Regions from separate parts of the Triticum aestivum genome. Here region 2 is linked to region 1. The links are chromatin contacts, called in public HiCAR-type maps. All regions are on one chromosome and are shown on one strand. The core of a region is the stretch at or near the end of the contact, and the rest is flanking DNA. Distances in the headings are between cores, read along the strand shown.

The links. HiCAR-type assays count read pairs that join an accessible place to other places.
Region 2: a HiCAR-type map of leaf shows a contact between it and region 1, with 5 times the contacts expected there. The contact joins the promoter of LOC123061927 here to the promoter of LOC123061923 in region 1. A contact is called at or near these places in 3 of 5 Hi-C or Micro-C datasets (leaf and an unstated tissue) and 1 of 1 datasets of contacts at active chromatin or transcription factors (leaf).

Annotation. Positions count from the first base shown.
Region 1 is chr3A:513,773,025-513,776,131 of IWGSC CS RefSeq v2.1, forward strand. It overlaps LOC123061923 (dynamin-related protein 5A), which reads left to right and starts at 1,820. Exons shown (of 8, transcript XM_044485209.1): 1 at 1,820-2,290; 2 at 2,413-2,604; 3 at 2,755-2,961. The coding sequence starts at 1,928.
Region 2 is chr3A:513,883,276-513,886,394 of IWGSC CS RefSeq v2.1, forward strand. LOC123061927 (putative RNA-binding protein YlmH) reads right to left here and starts at 1,430. Exons shown (of 12, transcript XM_044485215.1): 1 at 1,169-1,430; 2 at 991-1,091; 3 at 123-254; 4 at 1-14. The coding sequence starts at 1,268. It overlaps LOC123061926 (pentatricopeptide repeat-containing protein At2g27800, mitochondrial-like), which reads left to right and starts at 1,448. Exons shown (of 1, transcript XM_044485212.1): 1 at 1,448-2,753. The coding sequence starts at 1,448. The coding sequence ends at 2,629.

The DNA.
Region 1 (3,107 bases), core at 570-3,069:
AATGTGATGATCATGATGAAAGAGCGATGCTTGCTTGTTTGGAGTTCTTCTTCTTCTTCTTCTTCTTCTTCGATCAAGGGATAGGTTCACGGGCCGGGAAGCCTGTGATTAGCAGGGTGGATGTCGATCTTCTTTTTCGTTTGATTTTATCCGTAGTCGGATCCTGCTTTTCTGTATGATAATCGCTATGTATTGACAAACTGTTGTATAAATGATGTAGCTTGTGGCGAGTGTAAGCCTTTATCTTGTATTCTCATCTATTCAATACATGGTATGTTGTAATGATATCCACCTCGCTATGCGCTTGAAATGCGGTTGTGCCCTAATCATGAATTCATCACGTGATTGGGATAGAATCGCATCTTGAGCGCTACAATGGCGTCCGACGAGTGATTCTTCTTTTTTAGGCTCCCATCTTCATTACTATAAAAAGTATGTTACAATGGTAGAGAAAAAGAGAGGGAAGCTAAAAAAGATCCTACGAGAGGGAAAAAGAAGTTTATCCAGCTTGAGTTTTTTGGAACAAGATCATCATTATATCAGAAGGTCTGAGGTAGCCAAGACTTGAACTTTGCTGCATATTTACTCTTGATCTTTATTTGAGAAATTGTAATTCATGTTTAAAAATAAATCTCCAATTTTGGACAATTGGCTGAATGTTTCAGAAGACCAGCCCATTTCTCTGAATCCAAATGCTCCAACATCCTAGGATAGTCACTGCCAGAACAAAGTGAGCTAGTAGTTTTCCCTTGCAAATAATGTTTCTTCAAAAACAGATGTGCTTCTCTTTTCACTGGACATCAAAGTGCTCCAACGTCTTTGGGCAAATGCGCAGTCTGAAAGCAAGTGCATAAAGGTTTCTTCAGCCTACCGGTCACAGTTTGGGCAACATTTGTCATCCAAATGCACGCCCCTTCTCGTTAACATATGTCTTGTGTTGACCCAGTCATGTGTTATTAGCCAGAAAAATATCTTGTGCTTGAGCCTGTTGGAGCTACTCCAAATGTGTTTGAAGATGTGCCCTTCTTGATTAGCCGTGGCCTGGACCTGAATTTTATCTTGGCATGTCTGAATTGTTGAACTGTGATTTACTTTGCTTTGTAACTTTAAATTTTTAAATCCTGATGAATTTGTTTTATATGATCCATGTGCATGGATTGTATGGATTGGGGGTTTAGATATGAGGAGTGTGGCTGTTCGATAGGACATATAAGAGGCCGTTTGACACAATGTGGGGACGCGTCCGTGGATGTTTAGGGGGTTGGATTTGTCAAATCGAGTTGTAGATGCTCTCACTACCCCAGGAGAGAACTGTCAGATTTTTCTTCTTTTGAGCAAAAGAAACTGTGAGACCAGGAGAGTGTAGTGCTCTGTGGGCTACTGGGCTTGTGCCTTGAGGGCATCTCCAACAGTTGTGAGATAGGTGTTGGTAAATTTGCCACCTAGGACATAATGATGATGTGGTATGTATTAAATGTGAAGAGAGAGCAAAGTTGTATGTAGATTAACCAACAACCTTTGCACAAGCTCCAAGGTGAAATAGAGAGAAATCACATTTATTATCTCACCATCTATTAAATAGTTTACATACAATCCATTGGAGTAGTTGTATGATAGCTTGTTGGTTGATGATATGAACATTTTACCAACAAAAATAACATACAACCTGTTGAAGATGCCCTGAGAACACAAAGTCCACTATCGACGGCTGGATGGGCCGGACGCATGACCTCGATGCGATCCAAAAGGGAGGCGTGGAAGACACGATTCGAGATCGGCCCATCTCCTGTATAAATAAATATCACAATCCCAAACGGCTCTCGCATCGCACTACAGCCTGTACTCTGCAACCCTTTCCCACACGGACCTCTCCCGCATTTCAAATTCAAACCCCGTCGCCTCGGCTGCCACCGTGGCTCCCCTACCCATGGCGATGTCTCCGGCGGCGGGCAGGACGCCCAACCCCAAGGCGGCGCCGTCCCCGTCCCCGTCCGCCCGCCGAGCCGGGGCGGATTCGGCCTCGGCCGCCGCCGCCGCCGCCGCGTCGGACACCAAGGCCCGGTTCGAGGCGTACAACCGGCTGCAGGCGGCGGCGGTCGCGTTCGGGGAGAAGCTCCCGATTCCGGAGATAGTGGCCATAGGGGGCCAGTCGGACGGCAAGAGCTCGCTTCTGGAGGCGCTCCTCGGCTTCCGCTTCAACGTCCGGGAGGTCGAGATGGGCACCCGCCGCCCCCTCGTCCTCCAGATGGTCCACGACCCCACCGCCCTCGATCCCCGGTGCCGCTTCCAGGTGCGCGCTCCGCTTCACCTCTTCTAGGGTTTCCCCCTTCGTTCCCCTCACAGATCGAGTCTGGTGCTTCTGGTGAATGCGAGCGAGCGGCTGATTTGCGTGGGTTGTGCGGCGAATCACAGGAGGAGGACTCGGAGGAGTACGGGCACCCCATGGTGCAGGCCGCGGCGATAGCCGACCTCATCAAGCAGCGCACCGAGTCGCACCTCCGGACGATCCAGGCCGCCGTGTCGTCCAAGCCCATCGTCATGAGGGCCGAGTACGCCCACTGCCCCAACCTCACCATCATCGACACCCCAGGTTTCGTGCTTAAGGTAGGTCGAGGCACTTCAGTTCAGTGATTGTTTAGTCAGTTTTTCAGTTTGTCAGCTGTTTGATGAATTTGGGGCTTCCACTTCTCAACAAAGGGTAGTGGTTGTTTATTCTGTCTGTCAGCTGTTTGATGGAATTCGTGACTGCTGTAGGCTAAGAAAGGTGAGCCGGAGAGGACGCCGGAGGAGATCCTGTCGATGGTGAAGACACTAGCGAGCCCGCCCCACCGCCTCATTCTGTTCCTCCAGCAGAGCAGCGTCGAGTGGTGCTCTTCACTCTGGCTCGATGCAATTAGAGAGATCGATCCCACTTTCAGGCGCACCATGATAGTCATCTCCAAGTTTGACAACCGACTCAAGGTATGCCTGCCAGCCTGCAGAACAATCAGTACACTGTGAGGTTCAATACCTTCTTCACTGTAGATTGTGAAATGAAATTGGTACCGTGTCTTATGATATTGTCGCCTGTTTTGATCATTTCAAGGAATTTACTGGAATGAATTTGG
Region 2 (3,119 bases), core at 180-2,679, 110 kb after region 1:
CGGCACCGCTCAGCCTAGATGGATATGAAGATGAGAAAAACAAGGTATATAGGTTAATATAAGCTATTATTCACGTAAAAATGGTAGCTATCAACAACTCCTTTGATTGTATTGAATTCCACCTGTGGATAGCCCCCCTGAGCTACTGCTTTGATATCAGCAAACTTTTCAATTGCTAGCATAGCCTCCGCTATGATAGGTGGCGTAAGAAAACTGGTGTGGAAGACATCTCTTCGTTGGGAAGCCCTTTGTGCCTGCATACGCTTGATGTCAGTACAAATTCATGAACTTAAGAACTAATGATCATGTAACTGTAACCCCAGTAATTTTCTCAATATAAAACAGGGTGATATGCCTTCTCTTGGAAATGGACTAACTACGGTACTGGAACAAATTTACTGAAAAGCCATGTGGTAACCTCATGGTACATTGTTAATATGCAAAAAGGCAGTTATGTTATGTTATGTTCTACTAAGCATCATGTGACACTATAGGATATCAGGATCAACTTTGTATTTCCTCCCTACAGCTTATCCGTACATCTATTCACCAATTCTAGAACTCCTGCCACTTGGTATACCTGGGAAGAAGCAATTTTATTCTCTTCCTACAAAGGCACCAGTCAATATGATTGAAAGGTTATGTTTTCACACACCAAATGGACAATTAATTGACTTTTTCTTCATGCTTCAATAGCGAAACAGCTAACAGGAAGCACATCTCATTTCCCCTAATTTTCATGTACTAAAAATACTCTCTTAGAGAGGAAGCATCAGCCTATTAGAACACAGCCTGAAGCTCATGAATAGTGGGAAGAAGTCTAAAATTCCATCGAGGCACAGTTCGTCGACAGGCCAAGTATCCGCACTATCATCAACCATCTAATCTCAGTAAACGGGGCAGTCAATAGAACTGTTTCACGTCGAACTAGACTCTGACGGAGGTTCAATGGAAAATACAAATGTGCTAGAATGAAGAAAAAGAGATAACCATATCCAGAATGTCCATGACTTCCTCGATTACATGCCTGTGCACGCCCCACTTATCTCCGACTGCGGCCGCCGAGACGGCGAGGGCCAGGTCACACCGCCCTGCGCACGGCGGCCAAGCCTTAGACAGACAGCTCAATCAGAGCATCAGACCGACCGGGCAATGGGTTAGGGCTTACCTCGCGCGAAGAAGCGGAGTGGCGTGGCGATAGCGCGGCGCGGGCAAGGGCAGTGGAGGAGTCGCCGGAGAGGGCTTGCCAAGGCGACCGCGGCGGCCATCCTTTCTGCAAGCCGACCAGGCCGCCTGTGCTCTGAGCCTCTGTGATGTGATGTGAGCGTGCCGTGCTTGGTGGCGGTTGCCTAACCGGGTGCGGGATTGTGTTGTGCCGTCTGTGGCCTTTTGTGGGTTCTGTGGAGTGTACTGGTGTTGCAGTATCCCCGCCGCCGCCGCCGCCGCGATGAGCACGCTCCTCCGGCGCATCCTCTGCAGCACGCCCGCCGGCGCCTCCCTCTCCCACCGCCTCCCCTTCGCCACCTCGTCCCGCCGCACCCCGCACCGCTTCCGCCGCAGCCACCGCGCGCCCAGCCAGTCGCCGTCGCCCGACGCCGTCTCCGCCGCCGTCGCCTCCCTCCCCTCCCGCCTCACCCCGGCCGTCCTCGCATCCTCCCTCGCCTCCACCTCTGACCTCCGCCTCCTCTTCCCGCTGCTCACCCACTCCCTCGGCCGGCCCACCTTCCGGCCCGACCCGGGGCCCTTCCTCGTCGCCGTCAAGCGCCTGGGCGCCGCCCAGCTCTACCACGAGTTCGACCGCACCTGCGCCCTCTTCTTCTCCCTCCTCCCGTCCCTGCCGTCCCCGGGGCCCCTCCTCAGGGCCGCCCTCTACTTCTACTGCGAGTTCCGCAAGCTCGGCAAGGCGTTCCACGTCTACACCCTCATGCGCGCCTCCGCCGACCCGGCCGCGCGCCCCGCCGCCGACACCTACCACGCGCTCTTCACGGCGCTGCTGTCGCGCGGGGGCAACGACTCCATGGTGCACTACATGTACATGGACACCGTCTCGGCGCTGTTCCGGCAGATGCTGGAGGAGGGCGTCCCGCCGGACACCCGGGCGCTCAACGTGCTCGTCAGGGGCTACGCGCAGTCGCTGCACCTCAACGACGCGCTGCGCGTGTTCCACCAGATGGCGCCCGTCTACGGCTGCCAGCCGGACGGCCTCACGTACAGCTACCTGGTGCGCGGGCTGAGCGCGCAGGGCCGCACCAAGAACGCCCGGGAGCTGTTCGACGAAATGCGGGGCAAAGGGATGATGCCGACGGAGCCGTCCTGCAACGCGTTCGTCAGCGCGCTCGCCGTGGCCGGGGAGGCCGCGGAGGCCGAGCGGGTGATGTGGGATATGGCCAGGGCGGGGGCGGTGGTGGATCATATCACGAGGAGGGCGGTGGTGGAGGAGCTGGGGAGGGCCGGGAAGAGGGACGACGCTGAAAGAGTGGTCAGGGAGATGGAGGAGATGGGCATGCTCAGAGTCGCCGAGCGGCGAGAGCTCCTCGCTTCCATCCAAGACGACGAGGACGGCGACGATGGCATGGATGCTGCTGTTGAGAGCACGAGAGGTGGTGATCGGCGACGACGACAAAGTTAGCAGAGAATTCAGCAGCTGCATTGGATGTTTTATCTGCATTGGATTTTTTTTTTTACTATGATTCTCGAGTATCCGTTCACAAATGTAAGATGTTTTAGGTATGTCAATATAGTCTATATTTGAATTGAAATGAATGAACAAGCACACTAAAACTAGAACGTGTCTATATACATTTGATTTAGAAAAAAAGAGGTTACTGTAGGACATCTTATATTTGTGTGGAGGGAGGAACAGAGTCATGTGTGCAATGTGCCCACAACGATACATGCGAGTTGAAAACGGATCGTGTAATTGAATGTTAGTAAGTTTGAAGAGTTAAAATATCTTGAATTATCACCTGCAACTACGCGCGAACAACACGTCTTTTAAACACGGGGTGGAATGAAAGAGACGAGGAATATACCAGGGAACTGGCTAAATTCTTCTTCTCGTATTGTTGTGCGTAATATGAGCACCAACCTGTTGGGTAGAGCTATGCCGACACAACTCT